Linked DNA regions of Mus musculus: region 2 is linked to region 1. A link is a contact called in public HiChIP or PLAC-seq data. All regions are on one chromosome and are shown on one strand. Each heading gives the region's core, a stretch centred on a gene start, on an enhancer-like site or on the middle of the called end of the contact. The rest is flanking DNA. Distances are from core to core; before and after follow the strand shown.

Evidence for each region. HiChIP or PLAC-seq counts read pairs in DNA pulled down with a chosen protein or histone mark.
Region 2: an H3K4me3 HiChIP or PLAC-seq map of embryonic stem cells shows a contact between it and region 1, with 26 read pairs. The contact joins the promoter of Pim2 here to the promoter of Kcnd1 in region 1. A contact is called at or near these places in 18 of 39 promoter capture datasets (the 3T3-L1 cell line, 3T3-L1-derived adipocytes, the C10 cell line and 10 more), 27 of 484 Hi-C or Micro-C datasets (the Ba/F3 cell line, CD4 T cells, the G1E-ER4 cell line and 17 more), 19 of 115 datasets of contacts at active chromatin or transcription factors (the 230-238 cell line, CD8 T cells, the SCID.adh cell line and 10 more) and 4 of 9 other capture datasets (adipose tissue, embryonic stem cells, liver and 1 more).

What each region holds. Positions count from the first base shown.
Region 1 is chrX:7,821,015-7,827,671 of GRCm38.p6, reverse strand. Kcnd1 (potassium voltage-gated channel, Shal-related family, member 1) reads right to left here and starts at 3,913. Exons shown (of 6, transcript NM_008423.2): 1 at 2,709-3,913. The coding sequence starts at 3,829.
Region 2 is chrX:7,874,702-7,880,733 of GRCm38.p6, reverse strand. Pim2 (proviral integration site 2) reads right to left here and starts at 2,428. Exons shown (of 6, transcript NM_138606.2): 1 at 2,178-2,428; 2 at 1,941-2,050; 3 at 1,056-1,106. The coding sequence starts at 2,415. It overlaps Otud5 (OTU domain containing 5), which reads right to left. Exons shown (of 9, transcript NM_138604.3): 9 at 4,108-6,032.

The DNA.
Region 1 (6,657 bases), core at 2,664-5,163:
ATGCAAAGTCTCAGAGACAATGCTCCCACAGCAGACAACTCTAGAAGGTTGACACACTTGACATGAATCCTCAAAATGTAAAATAAATAAATAAATAAATAAATGTGATAGGAAATTGATACCTGTGTCTCCTATGCCAGAAGCATTCAGAGAACTCACATGGTATCATTGAATCCTCTTAGAGCTATCGTTTCCCTTTTTACAAAGAGGAACCTAACACAGTGCCTGATGCCTATAATCCAAGTAGAGTGAGGAGGCTGAAGATTGCTTTTGAGTCTGAGGCCACCTTGGACCAAAAGGCAAGCCTGTGCTACATAATGTAACACTGTCTCAAAGAAAAGAGAAGGAAACTGGGACCCCAAGGAAGTGAGAAGAGAAAGAGAGTGACAAAGGTCCTGAAATCTGACCCAGAAATAGCAAGGCATGGTCAGCACTGAGAAGAATTCGAAAATTTAAATATAACTCCCTACATATTTTTAAAGATAGGGTCATGGGCTGGTGAGATGGCTCAGTGGGTAAGAGAACTGACTGCTTTCCTGAAGGTCCTGAGTTCAATTCCCAGCAACCACATGGTGGCTCACAACCACCCATAATGAGATCTGACGCCCTCTTCTGGTGTGTTTGAAGACAGCTACAGTGTACTTATAATAAATAAATCTTTAAAAAAAAATAAAGATAGGGTCATGCTATGTAGCCCAGGTTAGCCTCAAATTGATAAGAGATCTGCCTGCCTCTGCCACTTAAATCCTGGGATTAAAGATATACCACTATACCTCTTGGATTGTCTAATTTTTAATTTTAAGAATGGGTCTTACTGTACAGCCCTAGCAGGCCTAGAACTCAATATGTAAACCAAGCTAGCCTTGAACTCCTAGAGCTCCATCTGCCTCTGCTCCTGGGGATGCTGGGATTATAGGTGTGTTCCACCAACCAAGCTAGATTTTATTTATTTTTTTTAAGATTGATTTATTTATCTATTTTTATGTGTGTACACTGCAGCTGTACAGATGGTTGTGAGCCTTCATGTGGTTGTTGGAAATTAAATTTAGGACTTCTGCTGCTCTGGTCAGTCCCGCTCACTCCAGCCCAAAGATTTATTTATTTATTATTATACATAAGTACACTGTAGCTGACTTCAGACACACCAGAAGAGGGCATCAGATCTCATTACGGGTGGTTGTGAGCCACCATGTGGTTGGGATTTGAACTCAGGACCTTTGGTAGAACAATCAGTGCTCTTACCCGCTGAGCCATCTTTCCAGCCCTTATTTATTTATTTATTTATTTATTTTCCGAGACAGGGTTTCTCTGTGTAGCCCTGGCTGTCCTGAAACTCACTCTGTAGACCAGGCTGGCCTCAAACTCAGAAACCCGCCCGCCTCTGCCTTCCAAGTACTGGGATCAAAGGCATGCGCCACCACTGCCCAGCCCTTATCTTAATATTGATTAAGATTCACTTTACATGTGTGAGTGTTTTGCCTGCATGTCCATGTGTTCCCCACATGTATGCAGTGCCTGAGGAGGTCAGAAGAGGGCACTGGATACTCTGGAATGGGAATTTCAGATTGTTCTTAGTTGCTATGGGGGTGCTGGGAACCAAACCTGGATCCTCTGCAAGAGCAGCAAGTCGTCTTAACCAGTCAGCCATCTCTATAGCTCCCTAAATTTTATTATAAGAGATTTATTTTGCCAGGCATAGAGGCAACATACCTTTAACCTAGCACTTTGGAGGCAGAAGAGGGCAGATTTCTATGAGTTCAAGGCCAGCCTGGTCTATATAACAAGTCCTAGGCCAGCCAAGGTTGCATAGTGAAATTCTGTCTAAAAAACCTAAAACCTAAAAGATGATGATTTATTCTTACTATTTTCAATTTTGTATATTATGTATCTGTGTGCAGACATGTGCACTAGCGTGCAGATGCCTGGAAGGCCAAAGCCATCAGATTCTCAGGAACTGGAATTGCAGGCAGTTGTGAGCCATCTAACTTGGGTTCTGGGAACCAAATTTGGGTCTTCTGCAGAAGTGGTATGTACCAGTGAGCCATTCCTCCAATCCCAGCTCTCTGAATTTTTACAGATTAACAAACTAGAGCTCAAAAGGAGATAAAGGAGCCAACTGTGCTGGTATATATCTGTGATACCAGCTCTGGGAAAGTGGAGGCAGGAGGATAATATGTTTGACCCTAGCTTAGACTATATATATCATGACAAACTTGTCTCAAAAAAGGAGTGGCAGAAGCTGGGCGGTGGTGGCGCACACCTTTAATCCCAGCACTTGGGAGACAGAGACAGGCAGATCTGTGAGTTTGAGGCCAGCCTGGTCTACAGAGTTAGTTCCAGGACAGCTAGGGCTACACAGAGAAACTGACTGATCTTCCAGAGGTCCTGAGTTCAATTCCCAGCAACCACATGGTGGCTCACAACCATCTGTAATGAGATCTGATGCCCTCTTCTGGTGTGTCTGAAAGACAGCTATAGTGTACTCACATTCATAAAATAATAAATCTTTTTTAAAAAATCAACAATAACGAAACAAACTAAAGCAAACAAAAGTCGGGGTGGCAGGCTGAAGTAGCACATGTGTTTTGCATGGGTGAGGCTCTGGGTATGACGTCCTTCACCATAGAGGCGTAGAGTTCATGCTCTAACCTTCCTAATGTTACAGAGAGGGGATGTTGCCCAGCTCCCAACTCAAGGTCTATACTTACCCAAGTGTGGTCATGGTGACAATGGTATACCAGAAGGCAGCAGGGATGCTTGTGAAGTTGGTCTTGCTCGTGCCCTTCTCAGCATAGAACATGACAGTGGCAAAGATGATGATGGCCATGGTGAGGGAAAAGAGGAGAAAGCCTAGCTCAGAGGCACAGCTCTTGAGGGTGTAGCCCAGAATCCTCAGGCCCTGCGAGTGCCTGGAGAACTTGAAGATTCGGAAGACCCGGAACACACGGAGGGTGACAAAGGCACCAGAGACATCATCATTCTTGGGCACGAACAGCCCAATATAGTAGGGTAGGATGGCCACCACATCGATAAGGCTCATCACACTCCGCAGGAAGCGACAACGGCTGGGGGCTGCGAAGAGCCGCAGCAGGTACTCCCCTGTGAATATGAGTACACAGGCTGTGTCCATACAGAAAAAGGCTGTAGGGAAGCGGTCACCACACGACTGCTCTTTGGAGGGCCATCGTGGGGTACCACGACATGGGATGGTCTCCACGACGTTGGCAATGACTGACACAGCTATGAAGAAGCCAGTCACATAGTAGAAAACCAGGGCTGCAGTGCTCGTGTGGGGGTTCTCAAAGGCCCTCCAGAGTCGCTGTCGCAGGGAGCTGCCTGCTGGAAGGGCTGGACCTTCCCCGGCCTGCTCAGCCTCCTCATCTTCTGCCAGGCGCTCTGCGTTTTCCTTCTTACGGTCCCTGTACTCTTCAAGACAGCAGTCACCAACCAGCTCTGGGACCAAGCCATAGAAGGCCAGCTCCTCATCAAAGGCCTGGATGCACTCCTGCCTGGGGCAGTGCAGCCGGCCAGTGCGATAAAAGTTCAGCACGTGCCGGAACATGTCTGGGTCACGATCAAAGAAGTACTCGCCAGATTCAGCATCATAGAAGAATTCCTTCTCCGAGCTGCCCAGCAATGTGTCTGGGTAGCGATCCAGTGTGTTTTTCCAGGTCTCAAAGCGCCGACCACTCACATTCACCACCAGAACCTCATCCCCTCGGGATGCCTTCACCTCCGGTGCAGGGGGTAGGGGCTGCTGGGCTAAGGGCAGCCAGCCCACTGCTGCGGCCCTTGCAAATGGTAGCCATGTGGCCACACCTGCCGCCATCCTGCAGCTCCCCAGGCCCACGGAGACTTGGGGATGTTTTGTTTAGGAGAATGTGGCTACCGCCAGGATGGTGGAGGCTTGGAGAGACCTTGGGCTACCCAGAAAAGGAAACCAGTGTGTGTGTGTGTGTGTGTGTGTGTGTGTGTGTGTATGGGGAGGGGGAGAGAGAGAGAAAGGAAAGACCAAGAGGAACCAGGAGGAGGAACTAGAGAGACAGACAGGAACTTAGGGGGCTTGGGGGAGCTTTCTAAGGGACTGAGAAGGCTTTGACGAGCCAGAGGAACCAAGAAGGATCCTCAGGTCTAGAAAGTCTGAGATGATTCTAGAGGACGCAACACATTCCTGAGAGTTGTCTGAGGGTGTCCAGAGGGACCAAGAACTAGGTTGGGAGTTGTGCACTCTCAAGAGTTCTCAGTAAAGGACGGCCTGCAATCCCTCAGTTGGGTTGGAGAGGAGACAGGTAGGGGCATTCAGAGCGGTGGAGATGGAACCAGAGCTGTTTGGAAAAGGCTGAAGGGAGGGCTGTCCACACCCAGAAGACTTACAGGAAATGATCCCTGGGTTGGAGCCCCCTTGTAGATCACAAAAGGGGACTGGAGCATCTCAAGGGTAGCTCTAGAGCCAGGAGGTTGTAAAAGATGCTAAAAAGTATCTCAGGAGTGACTGGCACTACCAAGGAGAGCCTGGAGGGTATTAACTACAATCTACAGGAGTTCTAGGGAAGGTAGGAGACGTGAGGATTAGGGCTCAGGATCGCTAAAGTGCTATATGGGACTGGCTTATTTTTAAGAAGCCGGCGAGAGGTTACCTGGAGGAGCTTAGGAAGCCTGGTCCATATCTGAAGAGCTCTGGATGAGAACGGGGAGTCTGGGGAACCCCAAAGGGCTGATACTCAAGTGTACTCAAGTTGGATATAGCCCCCTAAGCACACAAGGGAAACTCAAAAGACTGCTAAGAGGAGGGGATTCCCTCAAAATAGGTTGGAGAGGGGGCGGGGTATTGGAAGAAAGTTGGGTGTGTCTTCCGGGAGAGGGGCGGCTGAACCTTGCAGGATGCTGGTAGAGAAGACCAGGAGAAGGCTGGGTCCCACCGTTCGTTGAGCGCAGGTCTGAGGTAAACACACACCGAGGAACTGGCTGTGTGTGCCCAGCCACAGCAGTAGCAGCAGTGGGAGCAGCAGCAATAACAGCAGCAGTAGCAGCAGGAGGAGGAGGAGGAGGAAGAGAGCAGCCACAGCCAGGCCTAGGAGGGAAAGGTGGCACAAGCGGGGGCGGGGTGGGAGACAGGGGGAGGAGGCTTCTGGGTCCTTGGAAGGAGGCTCTAGAAGGACAAGGTCCAGTGGGACCCCTGGGGACTGTTCCAGGATGGACTAGGGCATGGGGACTGGACCAGGAAAAGACAAGGACAGAGCTATTGATGGGTCCCTCCCTCGCCCCACAGGGCTGTCCTCACCTGTGTCCCCGCTGCAGCAGCAGCAACAGCGTTGGGGCTGGGGGTACCAAATACCGGAGCTCCTGGCCCCCTCTGCAGAGCTGCCGGAGTTCCTCCTCCTCCAGCGTTCTCTCCCCGCCCCTCTGGAGCTTGTCGGGAGATGAAGCGAGAGGCAGGGAGGGGCCACGTGGCTCCCAGAGCCCCCTCCCCTAGGACAGCTTGAGAGGGACCCTGGGGAAACTCCGCCTCCTTACAGAGCTGGTTGGGCCTCAGTCGTGTCATCTGGAAAATGGGGGTGGCAGGGAACTTTGCCAGTTCTCCCCACCTCCTACTTCCTGGACTCCCCCCTTTTTTCTGCCCAGTTCCTACCCCCACTGCCCCTAGGGGCCCTCACCCCCACCCGTCTGAATCAGCAGCACTTAGCAGAACCAATCGATGGGAAGGCGTCTGTTAATGGCCCCAGAGCGGAGTGCCACGGGGAATGATGCAGTGCTGTGTCCCCTCCCTGCCCCCAGGCTGTGGAAAGGCGGGGAGAAGTGGGGGAGGGGGGACTAGTGTGGATGTTTCTTTAGATGACCAGGCCTCCAGATCTGCTCTGGAGGGAGAGCACAGGTCAGGGCCCTACTTCTAAAGCACACTTTGCTTGTGGGGTTCCTGTAAGCATCTTCCAGTTTGGAGATGCAAAATGAGGGGCAAGGGCAGTACAGATGGGGACAATCCAGGTACCACCCACCTACCTGTAGGCCCCTTACCAAAAAGAGCAAGGCTTTCAGTCCACTGCCCTCTGATCACACCTCTCCATAGTGGGCCCTGCTTCTGGGTATCACAACGCGAGTACTGAATGCCTCCGGGATATGTCTATGAGCTCTAACTCCAGCTCTGCCAGACGTGATATGTCCTTGATCGGGTGACTTGTTTCCCAGTGGTCAGATAGACTTATCCCAACTTGACAGTGTCCTTTAGAGCATTCACTGAAGTACCACGATCGGGGGTTGGCATAAGGTAAGGCCTGGCAGGATGCCTAGTCTTAAGTAACTAAAGGTGTGTGAGGAGAGCGCAGTAAAGTAGAACTGCCTAGCCTCGTGAGCCATTTACCCACCCATTCTGTTCACTTGCTTCCTTTTCATACTCCTGACTTGCCTATGCTTTCACGCACCCATCCTTCCACCCGCAAAACCAAAGACAATGCCCATCCCTCTCCACACCCATCCATCCAGAGTCACCTACGGGCTCATCCTCTACCCAACCCTGTGCCAACCTATCTCTAAGTAGCAATACTCCATTTTTCTATCAACCACTGCATAGCTTCACCTGGCATGTACACATCCAACCTTAACCTTCCCTTTCATTCCCTTCTACATCCTGAGCCCCACTCTAGCCATTTCCAACCCCTCCAT
Region 2 (6,032 bases), core at 1,179-3,678, 55 kb before region 1:
CATGGAACTAAATCCTATTAAATTAATACTATTAATAAATACTATTATTGTATAAGTGTTGGTTAGTTTTCTTCACTAGCATACCTCAAGGATCCTTAGTAACAGCAAAACTCAGGATGTTAAGACAGAAAGAGCAGTCAGTAGAAGGGATGTAGCATATAATGCATTCTAAGAAATGATGTCGTATTTTGCAAAGTGCCTATAAATTAAACCACGGCAGAAGTGTCCTCTGGTTTTTAAATTTCTATCTCATGTTTGAGACAGAATTTTGCCAAGTAGCCCACCCAAGCCAGCCTCAAATTCACTGAAATCCTAGAGACCCAGCCTCTTGAACGTTGGGATCACAGGTGCGCACCACCAATCCCAGCTTTCATTTGTCCAAAACGACTTACACTGATTAATTGCAAAGGACCTGGCACAGAGTAAACATTTAATGAATGCTGTCTTGTCAGTCTTGCTTATCAACCAGCACAAGTCAAAGGCCCCTGCCCCAGACCCGAACGGGCAGCGACTGCCAAGAGTCCAGTTGCCTCAGATGGGGTCCTTTACAGACCCAGTAACTTGCACAGCCGCAGACAGGTTTTCTCACGAAGACGCAAAATCGGCTACTGCGCAGGCTCACCCCCAAACCCCCCCCCCAAGTCCACGGGCCGGCACAGACTACCTAAAGGGTTCACCAGGGGGAGCTCTCTTACCTACAATTTGCCCAGACCCGCCCTGATGTCCGTTAGCGTTCTCCGGGTGGCAGAAGAGAAGCAGCCAGCATCACCATGACAACCAGTGACCTAGGCCCCTCCTTCCCCACCAGCATGTCCTGTGAACAGCCCCAAAAGCAGTGTTTGGAAGAAGGATGAGAAAGGAGAGTTTGAAAGGAGAATCCAGGGCTCTGGGGGAATTGTGGTGAAATCAGAACTATCACATGAAGGCAGGAATCACAGGCTGGTGGGGTTCTCATGGTTTCAGGGCCCAGGGAGTCATATGTCCCCTAGAAAAAAAGCAGTGCGTGCGTTCTGTGATGGAGTCTATGGGTCATGACGTACACCAAAGACACTCACCACGGTGGACCAGCCTAGCACACGGTTCCGGGAGATTACTTTGATGGCCACCTAGAAAAAAGGCTGAGATAAGGGGGCAGCAGGTGATCCCAGACTTCCCAATTCCAGTCTCTCCACCCGGGTATTCCTAGTTCCCATACATATCACATCCATCGGAGCTCAGATGCCCACCCAGCATTTAAGTCCTCAGAAGCAAGTTCACCTAAACATATTTACGCCTGGGCTCTCGTTAAGAAAGCATCAAGACCCCCTGAAATCCAGAACGGGAGTGAGTTGTAGTTTTTTTTTTTCCTTTTGCTTTTTCTCTCGCACTGTCTTTCTACATGCCTCCCCCCTCCCCCCGCCACGATGTTGGTTATTGAACTCAGTGCTTGTGAATGGTGGACAAATAATCTACCACTGACCCATATCCCCAGATTCGAATTCCAAGTCTTTTTGTTTTGTTTTGTTTGTTTTTTTTTTTTTTTTTGACGTCGCATGCCCTCCTCCATCATCCTCATCTCCAGGACAACTCTATCTGGATTGTTGTTCTCACGACTCCACACTTAACACCTACTTTTAAAACATCCCCACCATCTCAGACACACAAGCGCACGCACATCAATTCCATGGATCTTGGGGTCCAGTCCTGATATCTGCCCCCTCCCTAGTAGAAAGCGCCAATCTTCTAGAATTCTTGCCCTGAATCCTGCCCACCCCCATACCCACCTGGACTGCAGACACACGCGCGCACTCACACTCCTAGCAACCCTGCTCCTTATGATTCTACTACACATTTGCAGACGCAGGCTCCCCACTGAAGCAACTGGCATCCCAGTCACTGGTACCCCACCACCACCCTTCGCCAAAACACCTGACCCTCCGAGAACCCCTTGTAGGGGATACCTGACGTCTATCCGTGACGCGGTGTCCCGCGAAGACGGTGCCAAAGCCTCCCTTACCCAGGAGGGGGCCAAGTCGGTATTCGGCCTCGAAAGCTGCCCGATCCTTGCCTCCTACGCAAGCGGAGGCGAGGAAGTCAGGGTGGCGGTGTACTCTGATCCCAGCCATGACTCGCCCCCACACCAGCACCCATCATTCCAGTCCACCCAACCTGCTTGTGACAGAGGAGGCTACGCTCACCTGGAGGCTGCGTGGGGGTCACAGGGGGCGAAGGATGCCCCTGCAGAGGCTTGGTCAACATGGAGGAGGTGCTGCGTATATTGAGCCCGCTGAATCCGCTGAGCCCGCAGGGCGTGGATGCCCGGGGCAGAGCGGCCGGAGAGCCAGGGCTGGGGGGCGCCAGGGTGGAAGGCAGGGAATCTGGCGGCCCGGAAGCGCCTGCAGACGGCGCAGCGTTAAGATTCGTCGCGCGCGCCAGCCCCAACGCTACTGAGCCGGGGCACGCGCCTCCCGGGAGAGTCGCCCTGCGCGACAGACCCGCCCACCTGGCTTTGATCAATCCGGACGCGGCACCTGCTGTACCCCAGCCAATCCGAGCCAGTCCTTATTTGCATGCCACCCTCAACGTTTCAAGTGCCCCTTATGCAAAATACATGCCAGGTTCTTCCGCGGAGGAAGGGCCTGTATGCAAATGTAGGAGGGTGCGCGCGCGTGCGCGCACACACATAGACAGACGGACACACAGACATGCACGCTTCTGGGAATTCCTTTGCGACAACTGCGTTTGTTTTGGTTGTTGGTGTGGTGGGGTGTGTACACACTTTTAAAAAGCGCAGCCTCCTTTCCTAGGATGCAGGTTTGCTGCCGCCATCACCTTTGCTGCCTTGAGTTCAGTAAGGAGACAACGACAAACCAGCTTTTAAAAATCAGAGCCTGGAACTAGACAGGATCCTGTCACGTGTGTTTCACCCAAGATCAGGCAGCCTTTGCTCCAAAACTGTAATCTTATAGGAGAGCTGGTCCACTCTTCAGGGAAGGGTAAAATTCTTTACCGTCATCAAAAGGAAGGGATGCAGAGGAAACAATGGCAGTTTGGCACCTGTAGGGTGCTTTTTTGCTGCCATTATCCTATACAAACCTGGCTAGACTTGGCTCTGTTACTCAGTCTGGGTCTTGAATCTATAATGGCAGGACTTAGTTCTTGTGGGAACTACAACTTCCTTGTAAAAAAGGAGCTGGGAACTGAAAGCGAGGTCAGACTGGGCAACATAGTGAGACTGTCTTAAAAGCAAAAGGTCTTCAGGTAAGGCTGCTGACCTCAGGACTCACATGGTGAAAAGGGAGAAATGACTTCTATAAGTTGCTTTCTGACCTCCAATCGTGTGTGGAACTCACATACCCACACGTACACCAAGAACGGGAGAACCACCATTAAAGATATAGTCAGACACATTCAAGTAGACTTGTCCTAACCTAGGTGTACATGAAAATGTGTTCCGAAAAGAAACATTCAGTGATATGACTTGTACTGTCCTACGGGGGTCACTTAATACCATATGCCCCCACCAGAAATTGACAGATTTGTCACAAGCACACAAGCACCACCAGATATGTACATTCACAGAAATATTTGTGCTGCCCCAGAAATGAGAGACCCAGAGTCTGTCACAAGAATATACAGTTGTTCCACACATACACGCACTGCTCCAAAGCAGGTACGTAGTCATCCTTGGGCTCTAAATCACCACATAGATAAGCAAATCAACAAAAGCCGGACCCAATCACACACTATCAGACACGCAGCTTATCACTGAAAGTATCCAGACAAACTACAGATGTACTGTCACTGAGAGACCCACGCAAACATGCATTTCTTTCTCTCGGATACCAGACACAAACTGTCATAGGCAGAGTCCCACACTCAGTCACCATCTGATACACCTGGAAACAAGCCTCATCGGAAACAGACACATCCACACTCAACCAGAGACACTGGAATTCAGAGAAACTGGTTGACTCAAGACTCAATGTAGTCACAGGCACAGACAATACACGCAAAGCAGAAAAGGTAACACATAATGTCCCTTACTCAGCCAGCATCCCTAGGTGTCTCCCTATGATCCTGACAGGCTTTAGTGGAGGGGAGATCTTAAGACACACACAAACAAGATAAGTAAGCATCACAGCCCCAGCCCAGAAGTTTATTTATAGTACAGTTCTTCGGAATAGTCGTAGACAGAAGGGAGAGTGCCAATGGGATCACACAGGGTTTTTTCAGGTGATCCCTTTGTCTTGCTGAAGATAGGGTTAGGGCAAATTGCAAGTAAAAGCCAAGAGTAGCAAGAGTCAGGCTGAGGCCAAATGGTACAAACTTACAAAATACGGTAATACCCCCACCCCTAAAGTCTGGTAAGAACCCCAACATTTGTGCTCTAAGAGTGTACCAGGTACTGTTCCCAGTAGTACATTATTGACCATACACATTCTCTGTCAATACTCACAAATCAGAGAGCATGAGGTAGCAGACATTAATGACCCCTGTAGTTGCAGATGGGACACTTTAAAGTCAAAGAGAGCCCAAAGCCACACAGTGAGACAAGGCAGGTAGATTTGAAATGAATCAACCCTCTTGGCGTGCTCATGCTTGACCACGTATTTCAGATATCCTGTAGCCACCCACTGGGCAAGCCATACCCTCACCGTAGGGCCACCCTACACAGCCTTCTTCTGAAAGGACCTCACTGAGGCATTGGGGAGTGGGAGAAGACTGCTCTGAGGAAACCTGAGGGCCAGCCAGCCTTCTCTAGCTGGGCTTTACAAACCCTAGCAGGGGTATGGACAGAGGTGTCAACAGACCTGAGGAACAAACAACAAAAAAAGGATTTAGCCATTTCATCCTCCAACGTTTAAAACCCAGTTGGGCAAGGGCCACCTCTGGTCACTGAACTCATTAGTGATTGCTTATTTCATCAGATTATCACAAGAATGAATGAGCATTAAGGTTGAGAGTAGAAATTCAGACACCAGTCTTGGCCTCTGGCTCATACAGTCCTTTAAATTAGCCCTAGGCTCCCTAATGCAAATATGGTAGGTGGGAGTAGGGACTTCAGTTTCAGTCGATTTGGTTCTGAAGTTTATGATTTTTAATAAAAGCGTCTTGCTGTATAGCCCAGCTGGCCTGCAACTCAAAAGATCCACCTCTGCCTCTGCCCTCCTCAGTGCTGGGATCAAAGGCATGACCACGACCAGTTGTAGAGTTGTTGTTGGTTTTGTTCTTTTAAGAAACAATCTTGGTTATGTGGGTTAGGTTAGTCTTAACCCACCTGGGCTCTAGAGATTCTCTGCCATCAGTCTCAAGACAAGAAGTTAATTTAATAAACAGAAGATCAAATATGAACCCCAGCTTACAGAGAGCACCTACTGGAGAACAAGCAGACCTCTGGTCAAAGCAAATCCTGTGCTTCCCAGAGGCCCATCCACCCGTGTCCCACACAGAATAGAGTTGCTCAGGGAAACTGACATTTGGTTTTATTGTGCCAAGGACATTACAGATGGTGGATCTTGTCAACACCTGCAGTGCACGGGTGCCCCATCTGCTGAGGCTGCTCCCACTCCCTAAATTCAAATCTTGGGTAGTGGCCCTAATTTCCCAAGACACCCCACCTCAAGCCTTCCAAACAGACTAGCGGTGGTGAAGGCAAAGCAATGCAGCAAGGTCAGGGTCTCACTGTCCAAAGTCAGTCTGCCACCTGCAATGCCTGTCACCTCCCTCTACCTCATAGCCTTTGCCCTTCCAAGGAACTAGGGGCCAAAAGACAGCAGAAATCCATCTTTTTTCTGCCCTTTCTGTCCCATGGCCAGCCTGCCTAGCTCCAAACCAGAGATGCCACCCTCAAAGGACCAACGTTGCCATGAATATTCTTTTTGATTTGTTGATTTTGTGAAATAAAGCACATTTTAATTAAGAAAAATTTTAACATTGAAGGCTCAGATTCTTCGGATACTAGAAGGAAAACTTGCCACTTCCATTTTCCTGTCATCATTGCTGGGAAGGGATGACAAGTTTATCTGATCTTTAAGGAAGGGTGAGCAGAA